Regions from separate parts of the Mus musculus genome. Here region 2 is linked to region 1. Evidence: chromatin contacts called from public HiChIP or PLAC-seq data. All regions are on one chromosome and are shown on one strand. Each heading gives the region's core, a stretch centred on a gene start, on an enhancer-like site or on the middle of the called end of the contact. The rest is flanking DNA. Distances are from core to core; before and after follow the strand shown.

Region 1 (4,765 bases), core at 941-3,440:
CTTGTAAACTAAGTGCCAAAATACAGCAGACAGAACACACCAAAACATCCTTTCAAAGAGCATCAAAAAAAGCCTAGCAGGAATATCCAGTAACCAAGAGTTCCGTGACCTTCAAAATGTACAAGCTCATCATTACTACAGAGCATCATTTAAGCCTGTCAAGAGAGCCCCGAGCCCGTGAGGTATGGCCCTCCTACCCCATGCTTACCTTCCTCCGCTGTGTCCGGGGCCAGTGGAGCAGCCTCATCTTCAAAGCCTCCCGTGCCTGCCCCTGTGGGCGGAGCCTGGCTGTGCTGCTGGCTCAGCTTGTTTCGGAGAAGAGCAATCTCTTTTTTAAGCAGCTTTGCCCGTTTACTCCGTGAGCCGCTGGACTTCATGGAGCAGGTCAGGTCCAACTTGTCCAGAAGTTCTCTCAGCTGCTCCTCCAAGCTCATGTGGGCCCTGTTGGCTGGGTCCAGCAACCTGTCCACTGAACCAAAAACACGTATCATTAGCCACAGGATTCGGATTCATGGCCGCCTCTGATAACAACACATCTGTCTTAACTATGTGCCTGGGCCTGCCCACGGCCAAAGCGCAGGCTTCAAATTCATTTAATCTTTGTTTGTTTATTTAGCTTCTTGGGTTTGTTTTGTTTTATTTGTTTGTTTTTGAGACAGTGTTTCTCTGGGTAACCCAGGCTGTCCTGCAACTCATTCTGTAACAGGCTGACCTTGAACTCAGAGATCTGCCTGCCCCTGCCTCCCAAGTGTTCCAATTTCACCATTTGGTGCCATACATACTCCTCTCTACCCTGATTCTGAACCTATGACAAGGCTGTTGTCACAAAGAGGGAAAAAAAGAGACAAGACACTCCTTCAGTCAGTAGTACACAAAGGACTAGTGTGGCCGTAGCAGAGGAGATGTGGGTAACACACATGGCTTTTCCTGGACTAAGACCCAACTCAGTCCTGCTCTGTAAAAAGTGAGAGGCACAAAGACCACCAGACATGTCTGAGTGCACCAACATAGACGCAAGATGGACTACTGACAGACGCTGCGTGTGTGTAAATATGTTCACATGGACTGTTTATACATTGTGAACATCATCCTAGCTCAAGTTCTTGCACATACATCATGACCAAAAGGAAACTAGGCTGCAGAGTCCGCAGGTCTCCCCAGACTCTAGGAACATTGACTGCAGGACTTAAATTAGTGAAATAGCCAAAAAATTATTTAATCTATGCGAAGATAAAACCAAAGGAACAGCAGGGCCAACAGAGACACCTACCATAAATGAGCCCTGCCCAGACCTGGTAGCTGGCCTAGGAGACTCATTAGCGCCCTGTCTAAACAGCACTAACTTAGCAGTGGGACACGACAAACACTGTCCAACTGGCTTACAGTCACCGCAACAAAAACCACCACTCAACTTCTCAAGCCTCCTTTCTTCTGTTTTGTGCTTGCTGAGTCCAGGCTGGCCTCAAACTTGTAATCCTCCCTCCTCAACCTGAGTGCTAGACCTGCAGGCTCTGCTGGTTGGCTTCTCTTTCAACAGGGCCAGTATTGCGGTTTGTATATGCTCTGCTTAGGGAGCGGCAATGCTAGGAGGTGTAGCCCTGTTGGAGTAGGTGTGGCCTCATGGGTGGGCTCCTAGCTGCCTGGGAGTCAGTACTCTGCTAGCAGCCTTCAGAAGACGTAGAACTCTTAGCTCCTCCTGTACCATGCCTGTCTGGATGCTGCCATGTTTCCACCTTGATAATGGACTGAACTTCGGAACCTGTAAGCCAGCCCCAATTAAATGTTGTCCTTAGAAGACTTGCCTTGGTCATGGTGTCTGCTCACAGCAGAAAAACTCTAAGACAGGTGGCACCAGGGACTGAGATATTGCGGTAATAGGCCTGACCGTGTTTTTGCTTATAAGAATGTAGGTTGGGGAACTTGGGATTTGGAAGGCCACAGAATGTTTCAAGTGGGGCTTCATGGTCTATCCTAGCTGGACTATGGAACACTTTGTTGCTGTGAGTAATCGGAACTGTGTAGACCCAGCACAAGAGGTTTCAGTGAGGAATTTCAGTTATGTGGTCTAGAGCCTTGTTTTTGTAGTTTGGTGAAGAAGTAGCTATTTTTGCCCTTGGCTGAAGAGTCTGCCTGAGGCTAAGGAGGCTCAGGTTAATTACAATGACAAAGGAAGCCTTAGAAAGGCCCATCGTAGACTTTGTTCTCAGGAAGAGCATGTGAATAAGCATTGCAAGGTTAGAAAGGAATACTGGAAGTGAATGGAGCTGAATGTGTTCAAGGACATTAGTTTGAATTAAGGGACTAGTGACCTTGGGGCAAGATCCCACCCAGTTAAGTTTTGGTCTATACTGGGCAGAACAAGCTTTTTAATTCCTGGAGGCAAAGGCAGGCAGATCTCTACTTTCAAGGACAGATCAAGTTGTAGGTGAAGAAAAGCTTAATTCCGGGCGTGCTGGTACACACCTCTAATCCCAGGAGTCAGGCTTGCATATCTCAGAGTTCTGAGCAAGATCCCCACGTGACAAACTTAGGCCTTGAAGGAGCGCGAAAGCTGGAAGCTAGTGATGACGCAATAGAACTAGGGGCCATGTTCCAGCTCCAGCAAGCAGCTTCGGCCATGTGTCTCTGGCTTTATAATCACGAGGAGAAAGACTCCTGGGACAGCTGATGCTGGTTAGCGGGAGCTAAGGCATTAGCAGTGATTAAGAGACCGGCAGGGCTGGAGAGATGGCTCTGTGGTTAAGAGCACTGACTGCTCTTCCAGAGGTCCTGAGTTCAATTCCCAGCAACCACATGGTGGCTCACGACCATCTGTAACAGGGGCCCAATACCCTCTTTCTGGTGTGTCTGAAGAGAACTGTGTACTCATATAATAAATAAATCATGACGACAACCAGCATCACTGGAAGTGTTTTCTGAGCACCAAGAAGCTGTGTTCCAGAGACAGCCAAGGTTGCACCTCATGCTGCAGCTATGCTGGGTGACTGCAATGGTCCCCCAGGTGGCACTGGCCTTGAGGCATGAAGGGGCCATGAAGAGCAGCTGAGGCGGAAGATCACTGATCAAAGTGCAGCCTCGGTTGCAGATGATGGCCCAGGACTGAAGGGGCCATGCAAAGGAGTTGAGGCTTGGCACCATGAAGAGAGCCTAGAGAGGCTCTAGTTGCAGCGGAAGCCCCCAGTGTATTGGAGATGATGGCCACCAAGAGCAGCAGCGGCAGTGGAGGGATCAACCTGAGCTTAGAGCTACCGAGGGCAGAGCTGGGGAAGTGACGTCACCTTGGAGAGGAGGCCCAGACATTAAAACAAGAAGCTGCCTTGGAGATACCAGAGTGGTAGTTGGACTATCTGCTAAGGAAAGCTGCTATGCTACCAGGGAGTAGAACCAGCCCAGGAGAAAGAAGTTTGTTGCAGTCAACAAAGATGAAAAAGGAATAGAAGATCTGAAGACATCAGACATGGAGATGCAGAGCCCAGCTGGCTTCCTGTCTTGCTTTGGGGATTACAGTTAAGTTATTGGACGATTATTGTTGAGACTGCCATAGACTATGGGGGCTTTTGAAGTCGGACTAAATGTATTTTGCATTATGCTATGTGTAGGTATGGCTCCCATAGGCTTATGTTTGGACAAGCCTATGAGGGCCAGGGGGTGGAATGTAATGGTTGTATATTATATGTTCAGCTCAGGGAGTGGCACTTTTGGGAGGTATGGCCTTGTGGGTGTGGGCTCCTAGCTGCTTGGGAGCCAATATTCTGCTAGCAGCCTTCAGATGAAGATGTAGAACTCTCAGCTCCTCCTGCACCATGCCTGTCTGGATGCTGCCATGTTTTCACCTTGATGATAATGGACTGAACTTCAGAACCTGTAAGCCAGCCCCAACTAAATGTTGTCCTTGTAAGACTTGCCTTGGTCATGATGTCTGCTCACAACAGAAAAACCCTAACTAAGACAAGTATCTTCCTTACTGCAGGCTCAAGACAGCGGCAGAGTACCCAGAGCTCACCCTGCCACAGGTCATGCTTTCTACTGCAATCACTGAGTAAGAAATAAATTTGTACTTTTCATTATTACTTTCCTTTTTGGCAAAAAGTCTGGCACAGAAATTTATTTAGCAATGACAAAGCCAGTTTCCTGGAATCTCAACTGTGAGGCCTCTGAGCCCTGCCCATCTACAGAGCACGAGAATCAGAAGCTGTGGGGTCAAAGACTCCCAGATGTCACTGGGCTCCTCTGCTTCTCAGGGCAGCCGATACCACCCAAAGCACAGTCACGGCCACAACAGATGAGGCTGGAGCCCACCCTTGCCTCCCACACAATCTGGAGAAAAGAACATGGATGCAGGTGAAGATCTGAGAGTCGCTCTGTAATCCTGGTGGCTATCAGGCTCAGTTCCTGCTGGACCTATCTAGGGTTTCAGAAATCTTGTCACCTGTGTGGGTGCATGCATATCTATTTTTCAAAGCAAGGTCTCATGTAACCCAGGCTAGCCTTAATTCACTCTATAGCCAATATGACCTTTAAATTCTAATCTTTGTATCAACCCAGTTTATGCTGTGTTGACATTGAACCCAAATGTTGTGCATGCAAAGAAACACTACTAAGCCACACTCTGGCCTGGCTGCTTTTCTTTCTAATTATACTGTTAGGATCAGTTTTGGTTTTTAGGCAGGGTCTCAGGGTGTAACTCACTAGCCTAGAAATCACTATAGTTTAGACTGACCTTAAATTTGTGGTGAACCTCCTGTCTTAGCTTCCTGAGTGTGGC
Region 2 (4,765 bases), core at 1,687-4,186, 120 kb after region 1:
TTTCCTAGAAGCCCAGTCCGAGCAAACGGTTGTGCATCCACACCTGGGCATACTGTGGTCGTCTGAGTGTGCTGTGGTCGCCTGTGGTTGCCTGTGGTCAGTGAGATGCCAAGGATGAGAGGACCTTTGCAGCCAGAGGACAGCATTGCCTACCGTCGACTTCTGCCCTCCACCTCATACCTCTTACCTCACTACTCAGCCTTGGCTAAGACTCTGGAGTGCCATCCTAAGCATCCTAGTGAATGTTGGGGCTCACCCTGAGCTGTCCTTAGAAAGTTGCTAGGTCAGGGGGAAGGCAGGGTGCCATCCCAGGGCGTGAGCCCACCAGTGGGTACTGGGGTAGCAGTGCTCATCCTCCAGCTGCCTGCCCACCCAGCCTTGAGGCACTAACTCAGTGACCTTCGTGTCTTCTGACAGAAGTCACAGAGGAAAACCCCACACAGCCACCCTCCCGTGAGGATTTGTGACGGGCATCCGGATTCAGAAGCCAAACTCACCCTTTAAGTTATTGAGAGGATACCTATAGAAAATGTGGCCCATGGACATGAACCCCATTTCTCCAGGAAGACTTCAGAGGGAGAAGCTGCGTACTCGGACACAGCTGATGCTCACTTGGCCCTTTCAAAAGCTGCATTTCTTGGTGGTTCTTACACAGATTTGTATATTTTGATATTGTTCTTTATAATAAAAATGATCATTGAAGGTCACCAGGAACAGGACGTGTTGGTTTGTTTCATTGAGAATGTGGGCATTACCACTAGTCAGTTTGTACCTGTCCTGCCAAAGCTGGGAGATACATGGACGCATGTCTTCCCATGAGGATCAGGGAGATAGTTGGACCCAGGGCTTCCCATGAGGACTCAGAGGGAGATAGATGGACGCATGTTTTCCCATGCAGACTCAGAGGGAGATAGACGGACACACATCTTCCCATTCGGACTCAAAGGGAGATAGATGGACCCATGTCTTCCATGAGGGCTTAGAGGGAGATAGATGGACACATGTCTTCCATGAGGACTCAGAGGGAGATAGATGTACACACATCTTCCCATGAGGACTCGGGGGCGGGGGGCGGGGGGAGATAGATGGACTCATGTTTTCCCATGAGGACTCAAGAGGGAGAGAGATGGATTCATGTCTTCCCATGGGGACTCAGGAAGATAGATGGACCCATGTTTTCCCATGAGGACTCAGGGATAGATGGGACCCCACGAGGACTCAGAATCTACTGGCCTTGGTGGGTGCATGGCAAGTTGACCCTGAGCAGGTGTCCAGTGTAGTAGAGGACAGTGGTGTGTGTGTGTGTGAGATATTCTGGCCTACACTGTGGTCTGCCTTGGGTAAACACATTGTGACATGTAGCTTCAGGGGCTGCTGAACATATTTTCTAGAAGCCTGGTCTCTGCTAAGTATGGGATAACCAGGAGTTGGGGCCCAGTGGGAGGTGGGCATGAATTCCAAGGGGTTTGGGGGTATTGGGATCCTGGTTCACTTCCTTTCTTGACCATGAGGGAATCTTGCCTACCACAAACACCCATTCTGTGCCGCACACCACATCCCAAAGCAATGTGGCCAGGTGAAGGAGCGCTGGAACCCCTAAACTCAGCCAACATAGCCTTTTCCTCTGCTGAAGTCGATTATCTCAGTAACAAGAAGGTGACTCTGGCACTCCGCCTCTGAGCCTGCAGTGGCAGTGTTGGCCGCAGCGTTCAAAGATGAAGCCACCAAGTTCAGGAGCTAAGCTGGACAGACAGTTCATCTGGGCATGAAGAAACATTAGAAAAAATCAGGACACAGGTTGAGTGTCCCCTGGAGGATCCCTGGCCTTGCCAGCACACAGTGCCCCTCTGCTGCAGCTCTCCAGGGATCTGGATCTTCATGGTCCTTGGGGGGGGGGTCCCCATGGTCTGGCCTTGCCACTCTTCCTGCTGTGATGCCCTAAGCTGCGACCTGCGTGCACAGGCGAAGGCAGTGGACAGATGTTATGCCCTTTCCCCTGTACCTCACAGACACAACTGACAACTGACACCATGCCAACTGGGCCCTCTGGTCAGCTCCTGCCTGGAACCTAACATGGAGAATCTGGCCTGCCTCAGTTTGGCTTCTGTTCAGTTCCACCTGTGTGGCTCTGTCAGCTAGATGTCGCTCTTACCCTACTGGGATGGGGAGTTCATGTCAGGACACTGACCAGGGTTGACAAGCCGACAGCAGACCTGTGTGTGCAGGCCAGGATCCCTGCTGCTTCCCCAGTGTTCCTACCACAGGCAGCTCTCAGGTGACTGAAGGCAGACGCCACAGCCATCCAGCCATCCATCCTGACAGCTTAGTGACCCCTGGTGGCACTGTCTCCACAAGGCCACTGATGAGGTACACATCCTAGTGAAAGGTGGGGTTGCCTGGGCAGCCTTCTCATGAATGGTGCTGCAGGAATCAAGGACCAGGGTGTGGGTGGCTGCTGTTTGGGCGCTGGCCACTGTGGGGCACTGTTTGTGCTGTGGCCTTGGACCAGGTATTTCTGCTGCTGGGACATGCTCTTGTAACCCAGAGTCCCCGATGACCTGGTATCTCTTCCCAACCTGAGATGACGGCTACTTTTCCCTCCTTAAGTAAATAAATGTTTCTTGGGGGAGGAACCTGGGGATATATGCAGCAGACAGGGTCCATTGGGGAACGTGGACAGACTCAAGTAGGACCTCATCTGGTAGGCAAATTCAACAGACCGGGTCCCCTGACCACAGTGGCCTGGAGTTCCCAAGCTGAAGATCAGGAACATAGACCGTGGGGTTTGAATGTAGGCACCCCTCTGCCTGCACTCAGCCTTCTGGGTTGGGGCAGGGGACCCTAGGTTCCTTCTGTGCCTTGGCCCCCCGCAGACTGTGTGGAAGGCCAGAGTCACCTCTTCCTTACGCACCAGTCCTGTCTGGGTACATGGCCAGCAGGTGGCACTGTTGATCAGTACTGGCCAAGCCAACTCTAACACTCTGCTGTGTCTGGGTGGGACCAGTTCTTCACTACAGGGACATCCCTCCCCCCTCCCCCCCCTCCTCGTCACCCCCCCTCCGCCACCCCAGAGCTGCAACCTGGAGCCTGTGTGCTTCCCTCCCACCCGTGTTTGTGAGAGAATATTCAGACCGGTCCTTCAAAAGATAGGAAGAAAATCTTGGCTTCACATTTGACCTGTGGCCTGAAGTCTTGTGTCCCCCTCACCTAATCTGGGTACTGCTGCCCATATCGAGTCCTCCTTCAGAACACCTGTCATGCCCACCCTTCTTTGTGGGCCTTACCTGTCGAACAGTCTCCAGGGCATCAACCTGGGGCCTATGCTGGCTTTCTGGCCCAACCCCCTCTTTGCATGCTGTTAAGGAACACGCACACGCGCACACACACACACACACACACACACACGCACACGCACACGCACACGCACACACACATGTACGTTTGAGGATCTCACCATAGATTTCTAGATTCAGCAGGGTCTTTGGGTCTCAGCATAAACCCAGGTCGGGAGCCTTGCCAGGTACAGCCTTCTCTGGCCTTCAACAGGCATAATGGAAAGTTATTGAATCAGCTAGTAGTTCTTTCCAAAACTGACTCTGGTGGAAAGTATAGCTCAGTGTGGCCTTCTGGAAGGCTGGATGATAAGCCCTCCTTTTAGGCAGTGGTTATCAGTAGCCACTCTGGCCCCTATGGTGGGGTACAATGTCTGGACATGGAATGTCACATCTGAGGGACAATGTGACTATCCAGAGTGACTGGGTCCAGGGGTGTTTCTCTACACTCTGGGGTGTATGGTATGTATGGTACTACAGCGTGTATGCATGCACACATGTACACACACACACACCACACCACACCACACCACACCACACCACACCACACCACACCATCACACAGTGGCTAGCTCCAGGCAGCCACCTCAGAGGAAAAATGCTGACAGGAGCATCTGGCTGGCAGCCTGAATCTCAGCCAAGGATCTCTGCAGAGAGGAGAGCCACACTGGGTACGTGGGCAGCTTCGTGAGAATCAACCTTCCACTGTGGCAGAGCAGCAGCCAGTCTCTTGGGGGCACTGTCCTGAGTGTATTCACTGGTCATCGGGGCAGCCTTGCTGTCCAGGGAATGCATAGCTTCTGTCTAAACCATCACAGCCCTCCATTCATGTGCTCAGAGACTGACAGGGTTGCCAACACCTGACTAAGTCATTCTGTCTACCTGGCTGTCCAAAATGTCATCAATGGGACGTGCCTGTTGCTGACTTCTGGGGACATGCAAATAAACATCTCATTACCTCGAAAAGGTCAGCTGTGGCAGAAACCAATTCCAGCCAAGCCCAGTCTGCCAAAGCAATGAATTTATTGGTGAAGAGTTAGCTATACTGCCATTCCAGAAGCACTACATAGTGACTGTCCCTGGGTTTGCTGACCTGATGACAGAGCATGAACTGGGCTAGTGGTCAGTCAGTCGGACCTAGAAGAACATGGTCTCAGAAGAGTTGGTGGTCAGCTGTTTCATTTCTCACTCAGCAGGCATCATCTTTCATTGTGGGTGAACAGCCTGGCCCTGCACCCCGAGTTTCTGAGACAGATCCACCTTAGGCAGTCAGCCAGGAACCCCATATTTCCTACCCAGCCATTCAGTCTGGAGTCAGACTCCAGGATATGGAAGCCAGGCCACTTATGTGTGGCTCACTGGGGGCTCTCCCTATTCAAAACTACTGATTTGTGTCCCTAGTATACAGCTAAAGATTCCCTGAGTGTACAACC

Evidence for each region. HiChIP or PLAC-seq counts read pairs in DNA pulled down with a chosen protein or histone mark.
Region 2: an H3K27ac HiChIP or PLAC-seq map of embryonic stem cells shows a contact between it and region 1, with 6 read pairs. The contact joins two enhancer-like sites. A contact is called at or near these places in 1 of 39 promoter capture datasets (cranial neural crest), 3 of 115 datasets of contacts at active chromatin or transcription factors (all in embryonic stem cells) and 3 of 9 other capture datasets (adipose tissue, liver and pancreatic islet).

The regions. Positions count from the first base shown.
Region 1 is chr15:88,706,826-88,711,590 of GRCm38.p6, forward strand. It overlaps Brd1 (bromodomain containing 1), which reads right to left. Exons shown (of 13, transcript NM_001033274.3): 7 at 209-469. Among named protein-coding and RNA genes, the nearest start is that of Gm41377, 25 kb to the right of the region's middle. Within about 2 kb of position 2,191, at least 40 of the 459 cell types and tissues checked have an H3K27ac peak or open chromatin away from gene starts, as enhancers often do. A contact at or near this core is called in embryonic stem cells, where this site is marked.
Region 2 is chr15:88,825,970-88,830,734 of GRCm38.p6, forward strand. It overlaps Creld2 (cysteine-rich with EGF-like domains 2), which reads left to right. Exons shown (of 10, transcript NM_029720.2): 10 at 418-712. The coding sequence ends at 467. Among named protein-coding and RNA genes, the nearest start is that of Gm23144, 6.9 kb to the right of the region's middle. Within about 2 kb of position 2,937, at least 67 of the 459 cell types and tissues checked have an H3K27ac peak or open chromatin away from gene starts, as enhancers often do. A contact at or near this core is called in embryonic stem cells, where this site is marked.